Linked DNA regions of Mus musculus: region 2 is linked to region 1. A link is a contact called in public promoter capture Hi-C data. All regions are on one chromosome and are shown on one strand. The core of a region is the stretch at or near the end of the contact, and the rest is flanking DNA. Distances in the headings are between cores, read along the strand shown. Region 1 holds the start of Hgh1 (HGH1 homolog). Region 2 holds the start of Rpl3 (ribosomal protein L3).

Evidence for each region. Promoter capture Hi-C pulls out the DNA fragments that hold promoters and counts their contacts.
Region 2: a contact with region 1 is called in a promoter capture Hi-C map of cranial neural crest. The contact joins the promoter of Rpl3 here to the promoter of Hgh1 in region 1. A contact is called at or near these places in 2 of 39 promoter capture datasets (cranial neural crest and pre-B cells).

What each region holds. Positions count from the first base shown.
Region 1 is chr15:76,365,640-76,371,407 of GRCm38.p6, forward strand. It overlaps Hgh1 (HGH1 homolog), which reads left to right and starts at 3,259. Exons shown (of 6, transcript NM_021555.2): 1 at 3,259-3,930; 2 at 4,013-4,113; 3 at 4,217-4,315; 4 at 4,523-4,614; 5 at 4,693-4,815; 6 at 4,893-5,768. The coding sequence starts at 3,317. The coding sequence ends at 5,045.
Region 2 is chr15:80,079,705-80,085,472 of GRCm38.p6, forward strand. It overlaps Rpl3 (ribosomal protein L3), which reads right to left and starts at 3,702. Exons shown (of 10, transcript NM_013762.2): 1 at 3,620-3,702; 2 at 2,686-2,878; 3 at 1,911-2,079; 4 at 1,192-1,327; 5 at 662-848; 6 at 1-146. The coding sequence starts at 3,622. Snord43 (small nucleolar RNA, C/D box 43) reads right to left here and starts at 3,202; the gene lies at 3,155-3,202. LOC115488570 (a small nucleolar RNA gene) reads right to left here and starts at 1,382; the gene lies at 1,328-1,382.

The sequences.
Region 1 (5,768 bases), core at 2,009-4,508:
TTAATTCTAGTACTTGGGAAACTGTGTTTAAAGCCAGCCTGGTCTACAGAGTGAGTTCCTGGACAGTCAGGGCTACACAGAGAACCCATCTCAAAAACCAACCAAACATACAAAAGCCAAAAAGCCAGGTGTGGTGTCATGCTCCTAATCCAACACTTGGCAGGAAGATCTTGAGTTTGAGGCCAGCGTAGTCTACAAATTGAGTTCTAGGACAGCCGGGGTCACACAAAACAACCAAAAGCAACTTAAATTGCTTTTGTCTTAGTTGTGAGGACTTGACTCACAATTCCAGGTTGCAATCCATCATTGTGGGGAAGTCAAGGCAGCAGAAACCTGGAGCAGCTTGTTATGGTCAAGGAACCACTGTACAAACTGTAGACACTCTGGTCTCAGTTTATTTTATTCTTTTTACATGTACATGGTAGTTCTACAGATAGTTGTGAGCCTTCATGTGGTTGTTGGGAATTGAATTTTAGGACCTCTGCTGTTCAGGTCAAGCCTGCTTGCTCCGGTTGGCTCTGCTCACTCCAGTCAACTCCACTCACTCAGTCCCTGACTCCCTCCAGCTCAAAGATTTATTATTATACTTAAGTACAATGTAGTTCTCTCCAGACTCGCCAGAAGAGGGCGTCAGATCTCTATGGGTGATTGTTGGGATTTGAACTCAGGACCTTCGGAAGAGCAGTTAGTGCTCTTAACCGCTGAGCCATCTTGCCAGCCCCTGGTCTCACTTTATTTTTTTTTAAAGATTTATTTATTATATATATTTGAATATATATATATATTATTATTTATTATATGTAAGTACACTGTAGCTGTCTTCAGACACTCCAGAAGAGGGCGTCAGATCTTGTTACAGATGGTTGTGAGCCACCATGTGGTTGCTGGGATTTGAACTCCAGACCTTCGGAAGAGCAGTCAGGTGCTCTTACCCACTGAGCCATCTCACCAGCCCCTGGTCTCACTTTATTAAAGGAATAGTTTAGTGAGTGCACAGCCAGGACTGATGAATCAGGCACACAGCCTAGATTCGGGGAGCTAAGACTGTAACCCCAAATATTTCCCAGGGCCAGTTTATAAAGGCAAAACCCACAATGAGCTCATATGCAGGTGTAGAAAGTACTGTAGCGTGACTGGTTTTTACTCAAGCTACTTTGACAGTTTAGACATCAGTTCAAACTGATCTTTAATTTGGTCATAAGTGGATTTTTTAAAATTTTATTTAATGTATGAGTATCTGATGTACACCTGTGTGCCAGAAGAGGGTCCAAGTTCTCATTATAGACAGTTGTGAGCCACCATGTGGTTGCTGGGAATTGAACTTAGGACCTTTGGACAAGCAACCAGTGCTTTTAACTGCTGAGCCATCTCTCCAGCCCTGTTGTGGAGTTTTTTTTTTGTTGTTTGTTTTTGTTTTTTTAAAGATTTATTTATTTATTTATTTATTATATGTAAGTACACTGTAGCTGTCCTCAGACACCCCAGAAGAGGGAGTCAGATCTCATTACGGATGGTTGTGAGCCACCATGTGGTTGCTGGGATTTGAACTCCTAACCTTCGGAAGAGCAGTTGGGTGCTCTTACCCATTGAGCCATCTCACCAGCCCTGTTGTGGAGTTTCTTAAGAAGAAACCTTATAACAAAATATGTGGTCAACTTGATCCTGCTCTGAGTCAAACTATTTTCTGTACCAGGAATATAATATGAAGTGGTTGGCAGGCATGGGACAAAATGGCTCCAGCTGTGCTTGGGGAATAGTCCTCAACACAGCTAGTCACATTCCACTCACAGAAGACAGCAATGATTCCTACATGTCAGTATGCTTGCTTTTTCCACACTTATAAAACCCCTTTCCTATAGGGAATGGTAACAATCACAGTGGGGGCAACGTCTTTCCACTAATTAAGCCCCCACAGATGTGCCCATAGGCCAACTTAATTTAAAGTCACTGAGCTTCCCTTTCTAGGTGACTATTTTGTGTCAAGTTAACAAAGTTAACTTTGTTTAAGAGAAAAATCTTTTGAGACCAGCTCATTTTATAGCTCAGGCTGGCCTCAAACTTACACTGACCTTCCTGCCTCAGCCTCCTCAGTTGTGAGATTAGACAGTGACACGTTTATAAAAAGATAAGGAGCCGGGCAGTGGTGGCGCACGCCTTTGGTCCTACCACTTGGGAGGCAGAGGCAGGTGGATTTCTGAGTTTGAGGCCAGCCTGGTCTACAGAGTGAGTTCCAGGACAGCCAGCACTGTCTCCAAAACAAAACAAAACAGAGGCAAGGGAGCCTTTTCTTAGAAACTCACTAGCTGCTGTCAACAGCTGGGAAATCTGGACAGTTGGCCCTACACAGACCTAACCACTTTGCCATTGTAGCCGGAAGGATCCCAGTCAGTATCTAAGGTTGCATAGGATCTGGAACCGTGGCGGTTCCTGGCTATCTCCTACAAAAACCTGACAAGGACCAGCCCTGGAAAAACCCCTAACTCAAGATTTCTAATTTGAGAGAGCAAGGACCCCAGGCAGCTAATTGCTAATACAGGCACAAGAAGCACCAAATGGGATACTTTCCCAGAACAGATCCTAGTACTGAAATTATCTTCTGCTAGGGATTACGTAGCTAAGAAGGCCAGTGTCCTCCCATCTGTGCTAACAAATGTGCCGGTGGAAGGTAATATGGAGCCACTGAGAAGCAAAGAAACGCAGCGAGGTATGGAAGACAGAAACCGAACAGTGCTCTAAAGAGCTGGCAGGGGCGTCTGTCACCAGGTGCCCCCAAACCTGCAAACTATAGATTCATTTATTAGTTCCCTTTGCCCAAGCCTGCTTGACTCAGACTTCTGTCACTGAAGAGGACCTAACAAATGCACTAGAAAAAAAAATTTAGCCCCTCTGCAAAGTCAGAGACTGATCCAAAGCTGCCTTTTCATCGCAGAGTCCTGCACCCTCCGGTTCCTGGATGTCTGAAACCAGGTTTAAAAGGTGGCAGCAAACACTCTGGACACCAGGATCACCGGCTGCCGAGCTTCGCTTCAAATTATGCGTGCTGGTCGCGTGGTTCTGACTCCTGGCAAAGCAAACACGCAATAGGCAGCCGGAAAAGTCCTTGCAAGGATCTGGTGGTGGTGGTGATGATGATGGGAAGGGGGGGAGGGTGCATCTGCACCAGCTTAAGGGGTGCCTAATACTGTGGCCCACAATGCCTCGCGCTGAAACCGGCCCCGCCCCCTTCAGCCAGGTTCTCAGCCTCGGAAGGGTTTTAACGACTTCCGCTTTTCCGGCGGTGGCCCCGGCACGAGAAGTGACTGAGACTGCTGGCGGCATGCGGGGACCGGGAGTAGGTTCGGGGTTCTCTGGTGAGCGAGGGTTGCTAGAGCAGGAGGCTGGCGCGGACACGGAGGCGGTGGAACTGCTGCCCTTCCTGGTGCTCGGAGCGCGAGCCGACCTGCAGGCGGCCGCGGCGCAGCACGTGCTGGCGCTGACTGGTGCGGGCTCGGGCCGCACGCTGTTGGCCGGACAGCCAGAGTTGTTGCGGGCCTTGGTCGACCTTGCGGTGGCCCCGGCCCCAGCTCCTTCCCGCGATGCCTCCCGCGCGCTCGTGAACTTGGCTGCTGATCCCAATGTGCACTGGCAGCTGCTGGCGGCTGACCCGGAGCTGCCCGCCCGCCTGCTGCGCTGCGTGTTGGACCCTCAGTGGCCCTGGGCTGAAGAGGCGGCTGCAGTGCTGGCCAACCTGAGTCGCGAGCCGGCTCCGTGTGCTGCGTTAATGGAGAAGCTGATGGCCGCTGAGCCGGAGCGGTTGGGTCTGGAGCGACTTGTCAACGCGCTGTGCACGCCGAGCTACAACGCGGCCGCACCCCTGCATTACCTGGGGCCGCTGCTCTCCAACCTTAGCCAGCAGGCGGAGGTGCGTGCTTTTCTCCTGGACCCAGACAGGTGAAACCCAGTCGCCTGCGCGGGCGGGAAGGTGGGGAAGTGGAAGTGAACAAGGACAGCAGTGAATATCTTCTTTCAACAGGTGCGTGGTCCAACGGCTGCTGCCTCTTACCCAGTACACAGATTCTTCGGTGCGCAGGGGCGGGGTGGTGGGAACACTTCGGAATTGCTGTTTTGAGCATCGTGAGTGACAAGGAGGGGGTGGTGCCATTGCCAAGGTGGGGATTGGACCCTAGGGAACCCAACGGACCATTATTCTGATCTCCTTCCTTGTCCGCACCTCCAGGACATCACAAGTGGTTACTTGGGGCCCAAGTCGACATTCTCCCCTTTTTGCTACTGCCCTTGGCTGGGCCTGAAGAGTTTTCCGAGGAAGAAATGGACCGTGAGTGACTTGGGTGGTTGCCTCAGGGCTGTCTGGTGCTAGAGGGAAGACTACAAGAGGGAGATGGAGAGGTGTGCAGGTCTGGAGTCCCTCAGTCCGGCAGCCTTTAAGGAGGGGGTCGTTACAGACACACACAAGGCTCACCCAGGCAGAGCAGGGCTTGGGTGTTCAGCACAGGGACCAATAGTCTCCCACCCTCACTCCTAGAGCTGCCTGTTGACCTGCAGTACTTGTCACCAGACAAGCAACGGGAGCCGGACGCTGACATCCGGAAGATGCTCATCGAAGCCGTCATGCTGGTGAGCAGGGGCCTGGGGTGTTAGTGCCTCTCCACAAGTCCGTATTGGCATCCGAGTAACCTTTTTCCATCTTCCTAGCTGACAGCCACGGCACCTGGTCGGAAGCAGGTACGGGACCAGGGTGCCTACTTGATCCTTCGAGAGCTGCACAGCTGGGAGCCAGAGCCCGATGTGCGGATGGCTTGCGAAAAACTTATCCAGGTGAGTGCGGGGGGTCAGAAAGGCTAGGCAAGTGCCAATGGCTTATGAGCCCGCTCACCTGCCTCCTCTTCTTGCAGGTGCTTATTGGTGATGAGCCAGAGGCTGGCATGGAAAACCTGCTGGAGGTGCAGGTACCTGAAGACGTGGAACAACAGCTCCAGGAGCTCGACCAGCAAGAGCAACAGGAGCTCGCTCAAGAGCTAAGAGGCAACGGTGCCCCACACACCTGAAGCCCCTTTGGCCTGAATGCCAGCTTCAGACCCACCTTTGCCAGTGTTGGCGCAGGGTTCTAGGGTCAATGCCCAGTAAATGGTGAGAAGCCCAAGGGTGCTGCCCAATCCTGTGCCCTGTTGCAACCGGCAATAATGCACATAGTTCAGAGCTGCACTACTGAGCTGGAGCTGGCTGGGTTCTGTCACAGCTGCCTACAGATGAGGCAGGATGCCGGTGGTCACTGGAGCTATGAAGAGCCTATTCCCAGCTGGTGATAGGACTGGACTGAAAATACTGCAAGCCCTGGGAAGCCAACTAGGTTTTCATTCCTGAAGGCACTGAGGGGTCTGGACGTGGGTAGGCTTAGAGATGTAAACAGCGCCGTGAGCCCCAACCTTCGGAGTCTTCTTGCTTTCCTTGCCCAAGACCTTAAAAGACAGACTACACTTGGATCCTCGTCCCTTCCTAGAATGCTCTGCCATCCGAGCCTGTGAGCCTGTCTCTGGATGACTTGCTGGGTTTCCCATTTGCTGCCTCCGTTTCTCTGTTTCACCTGTCAGCCTCCTTATTCCCAGGTTGAATTGGGACTTAGCCATTCAGCTAGATAGAACCTGCTCCTTGGTTAGCTTTTTCAAGTCTCGGTTGCCTTTCAAGGCGGATTTCTGAGTTTGAGGCCAGCCTGGTCTACAGAGTGAGTTCCAGGATAGCCAGGGCTACACAGAAAAACCTTGTCTCGAAAA
Region 2 (5,768 bases), core at 2,452-4,951, 3.7 Mb after region 1:
TGTTCGGTGATGGTAGCCTTTCTGCCCAGCTCGAGCCACAGAGAAGGCAACACGGGCAGGGTGCCAGGCTCCAATACAGGCAACTTTGCGCAAACCTCGATGGGTCTTTCGGGGCAGTTTCTTTGTATGCCAACGACTGGTTACCCCTGGAAAGAATGTTAACTTCATGGGGCTGGGCACGTTCCTGTCCCTTCCCAATGAGTACTCAAAATACCTGTGATTAGTTCACTGATTACAAAATTATCTAACAATGGGTAAATCTGAATATCAGAATTCAATCCCAACCCCACATTCCTGTCCTATTTTAAAATCAGACTGGATGGTTGTCTGCCTAAATAGTTATTTGCAGCTTCATGTGTCACTATGTGGCCAGAGGTTGCCATGTGTTTATTGGTTTGAGGCAGATATGTACTCTAGGGAGCCCAATTTGTCCTTCATGGCCACCTGGCATTAAGGGTGAGGTCAACTGACTGGGTCCACATATTTGAGGTGTTACTCCTTTTCTTAGCTCATTCTCTAAAAGCTGGTCAACTTGACCAGCTGACTGCTGTTCCCAGAAGGCAGGCAGGCAAGGAAACGCTGCCACCGCATCACTTGGTGCTGTGTCCAGTGTACGTTCCAGGGTCTCACATTATCACCCACAAACTACAGCAAAGCTTACCTTTGTACCCTTTGCCTTTTGTCACGCCAATGACATCAATCATCTCATCCTGCCCAAACACCTGGTTCACAGGAACCTGCTGCTCCAGCCGCTCTCGGGCCCAGTCGAGCTTCTCAGCCACAGTGCCTCCATTCACCTGGATCTCCATCAAGTGTGCCTTCTTCTGGCGTAGAGGAAGCAGACGCATCTAAAAGAAGCAGATGAAGCTTATATCAGGCTGGTGGCAAATGGACTAGAAAGTAAATCACCAGAAGCTCAAAGCCAATAGACCTGACTTTGCCAGTGGTTGGTGGACTCATGCATGAGCTACTAAATGGTTCCTAACTAGCAATGTGTTTAGAAAACAGAATACTTGGCCCAATCTCACACCATCATTTCAGATTAGTCAGATAGAGCACAGTAAGACCATCTAGAGAAGCAAGCCTCAGTGTCACAGTGCCCTCTGCTGGTTGATTTAAGACACCAGAAATGTCTCTAATCCCCTCGGATCACAAAATGCCTGCAAAATGCCCCAAACCTTAGGTGCTTACCTGAGTGTGGGCAATGATGCGGATGACCTGGCAGTACTTCTTCATGCTGTTGAAGTCCTTCTCCAGCTGCTTCTTGCCTGTGTCATCCTGCCATTTCTTACAGTACTTGGTGAAAGCCTTCTTCTTAGACTTGTGCCTTCAGGAGCAGAGCACAGTTGGGGGAGGGGCCCGGTGCAGGCCTTCATCACCCTTGCAACAGGTGAGAGGAAGGCAGACTGGCACCATTTGGGGATGGGGCTCATTGCCGGCTTCTAAGGAGCCTTTTCCACCGGCAAGCGGAGCCTGGATGAAGCTCATCGGGCAGAGCCGAGCGGAGCTGAGCAGAGGTCCACAGGTTAATATAAGCCACAAATATACACAACACACAACTCTTGCTCCAGGGCACCAGAACATCCCTTTATCTGGGGGCACATCTCATAGTAGTGGAAGTCAGGGGCTCAGGCCAGAGGCAGGGGACCTATCTAGTACAGACAAGGCCAGCATCCAAGCCTCAAAGGATTACCTCACACTAAGGCCCAGATGCAGGATGTCTTGTTTTCCAGCTTCCCTGCCACTTCAGTGTCAAAGCAACTCTAACACTTCTGCTAACCAGGACTGACCAGCACCCTCAAGGGTTAACAGTCAGCTTTTGGTTCAAAAAACCTTTGATCCAACTTCCTTCACTTTACATCCCAGCTCAGAGTGTCCCTTACTTCTAAGGGAACCCAAGAGCCTCTTACCAGTTCTTATAGAAGCGCCTTTTACACTCATCGCTGATGTGCTCAGCAAATACAGTCTTGAAGGTCCGGAGGCCTCGTGGGGTCTCAACATATCCCACAATGCCCACAACCACCATTGGGGGAGTTTCCACAATGGTCACAGCCTCCACGACTTCTTTCTTGTTCACCTCTGTGAAGACAAACAGGCATAAGCTTCAGTGGGAGCACAAATACCCCAGCACATACAAGCATCCATTTAGACAGAATGGCTGTCTCCGCATCAGAATACTGGGCCTTCCAGGACTGCTCTTCAGAACTGCGGGCTCTCCAACTGCAGCTTTTAACAATTGAGCCAAAGTTTCTAACCTCCACTTACTTTGCAAGGCTGCTAACAGGCACCATGCCAGGTGGTGACTATCACCACTGAAGTAGCAAAATGCCATGTGCTATCTAGACTGTCTCAAAGAGGAGCTTTATCACTAGTCTGGTTTCATGTCCAGAATACACTTGTTAAATGTGTCTACCTTTTCAGAGTACCTAGGGTTGATAACAGGCACTGGCATGGAAACAACCAACTACCCCAACAGGACTCTGCACAGGAATCTGTGTTAAATTTCGCTAGGCCAAAACACTTCTAGGCTCCCTTAGTGTGGGCACTACCACACTAAGTCAGGCTTTGTTCTAGACTTACCACAAAGCACCCCAGGATGAAGCTATTGTGCTCCTTTGGGAATTTACTGTAACTACAGGCAAAATTACACACAGCCCAAGTTGGACAAGGAAGTACTGTACATACTAGATCCTGGCCTGTCAACTTCCCGGACGATGTGGGTCATGCCAGCCTTGTAACCCAGAAAGGCTGTGAGGTGAACGGGCTTGGAAGCGTCATCCTTAGGGAAGCTCTTCACTTTCCCACGATGCCGGCTGCTGCGCTTGCGAGGCAGGAAGCCCAAGGACCCATGCCTGGGAGCTGAGAATTTCCTGTGAGACTGAGGTAAAGGGAGAGATCACAACATTGCTCTCAGTCTTCCAATCAAGCCCAAAGGAGGGTTCCACATTTAAAGGAATTGTATCAGAGGACAGACTGCAATAAGACTTCAGCTTAATGCTTTTAGTTTCCATGCCTTTCAAACACAAAACAGCTTAGTTATACTAAAACCTCGATGGGTGAACTTTCAAGAGTATCCCATGTGACTAAATGGCAACATGGCGTATCAAGATGGAGTCTAATGCAAGTCGGCCTCAAACACTCCCTCCTAAAGCCAAATCAGAACTTGACATTCAGCACAGAGTTTCTGTCCGCCCGTCAAAAGGTTCATCATTTGTGGCTTCTGAGAACTCTAGAGATGCACCTTCCACTCTTATAACATTCCAAAATGGAGACCCGACCCGATTTGCCAAATTTCTCCACTTAACCAATGCATTCCTAAAGACCTGGGCCATCCCTACCAGACTGACCACTACCCTCGAATTAAGCACAAAACAGCCCATTCCATAAGTCCCTTAGGATTACGCTGATATCAAATGGGTCGCACACAGGCCCAGGCCGGTCCCACACACATCCTCCGTAAGGCCGTTAAGGTCCCTGAATTTCCGGACGGTCGCGGCCCTCACATCGATCCCCTATTACATCCTTTCAGGATTGGCGAGCCAGGGATGGCGCCGATGGGAGGTGAATACAAGCCAGGCCCACAGGAGACCAAGTTAGAAGGCAGCATGGCCATACGTACCATCTCGCCGCCACACGCCGCAGATAGAGAGCGACCAGGAGCCAGTGCAGGCTATATAAAGCCAAGTGATGGCTCCGCCCCCTGAGCGTGCGAACGTGTTGACGCATAGGCGTCGGGTCGAAGGGCGCGCATCGAATGTCATTTTACACACATTTTTCCCGCCCACTAGGATTGACAAATAGGGTCTACGGAGAATGATTGGGTTCAAGCTTAGCGAAACGCCTCGTCGACGCTGAGGTTTAGAATGTAAAGAACTACGGCGTTCTGCAGCAGCCAAATTTCATGATAATGAAGAAAAATGGAGGCATTGTGCTTCCTCTCACTTCTAGAACGGAATCACACAGGGCTAGTCCCACACAGCAACGAAAACAACGGCGTTGAAGCAGGCTTAGTGTGAGACAACTGACTGCGTTGTTCTCGTGAGCTCTTAAGATAGACTGAATGAAACTGCTCTTTTACCTAACCAGTGATTTTGATGTGATCACCAACATTGCTCTCAGTCTTCCAATCAAGCCATGCCTTTAATGCGCCATGATTTCGGGCACATCTCCCTCAAGTCCTGTCTCTGCCAATTCAGTCTCCAGATGTCATGTCCCGTTCATATTTTGTTCTTAATTTCAGATTTACAAATGTGTGAGGTTCCCCCCCCCCCGTGTGTACGAATGTGCGCCACGGGCGTGCGTGACATTTTCAGAAGTCAAACCGGGCTGGAGAGATGGCTCAGCAGTTAAGAACACCAACTGCACTTCCAGAGGTCCTGAGTTAAATTCCCAGTGACCACATGGTGGCTCATAGCCACCTGTACTGGGATTCGATGCCCTCTTCTGATGTGTCTGGAGACAGCGACAGTGTACTCATATACATAAAATAAAAATAAATCTTTAAAAAAAAATAAGGGCTTGAGAGATAGCTCAATGGTTAAGAGCACTGACTGTTCTTCCAGATATTCTGAGTTCAATTCCCAGCAACGATATTGTGGCCTATAACCATCTGTAATGGGATCAGGTGACCTCTATACTCATATATACACTAAATAAATAAATCTAAAAAAAAAAAAAAAAAAAGTCAAAATAGTGTCAGATCCCCCTGGACCGTTGTTAATGCTGTGAACTAGACCTGGGTCCCGTGGGATGACAAGTTTTCTTAACTTCTGAACCATCTCTCCAGATCAAGATTCTTAATGAATTTATTTTTCGAACAGCAACATAGGTTTATTAAAATTTAAAAAATAATTTCTGAAAGTGGAGGAGCGCCACTTAAGAATATCTTAAATAAGCTCTTTTTAATTTTATATTTATGAGTGCTTTCCTCATTTATGCACGTGCACCACATATGTGCAGTACCGGGGAGATTTGAAGAGAGTATGGAACCCTCTGGAACTGGAGTTACAGATGGTTGTTGTGCTGGGAACCAAACCTTGGTCCTCTGCAAGAGCCCTTAATTCCTAAGACGTCCCTCCAGTCCCAAAAGAAGAATTATTTTTTCTTCCTTTTTTTTTTTTTTTTTTTTTTTTTTAGACAGGGTTTTTCTGTGAAGCCTTGGCTGTCCTGGAACTCACTCTGTAGACCAGGCTCCAGGCTGCCCTCGAACTCAGAGATCTGCCTGCCTCTGCGTCCCAAGTGCTGGGATTAAAGGCGTGCGCCACCACCGTCCTGGCTTTCTTTTCTTTTCTTTTCTTTTTTTTTAAGATTTATTTCTTTTTTATTTAGGTGTGAACACTGTCACTGTCTTCAGACACACCAGAACAGGGCATTGGATTTCATTACAGATGGTTGTGAGCCACCATGTGGTTGCTGAAAATTGAACTCAGGACCTCTGGAAGAGCAGTCAATGCTCTTAACCACTGAGCCACCTCTCCAGCCCTTCTTTCCTTCCCTCTTTCTTTTTTTTTTTTTAATTTATCTATTTTTATTTTATGTGCATCAGTATTTTGTCTGCACATATGTCTGTGTGAGGCTGTCAGAGCTTGGAGTTACAGACAGTTGTAAGCTGCCATGTGTAAGATTTTGAGTAGGAGCCGGGCATGGTGGCACACACCTTTAGTCCCAGCACTTGGGAGGCACAGGTGAATTTTGAGACCAGCCTTGTCTACAAAATGAGTTCCAGGACAGCCAGGGCTACACAGAGAAACCCTGTCTTGAAAAACCAA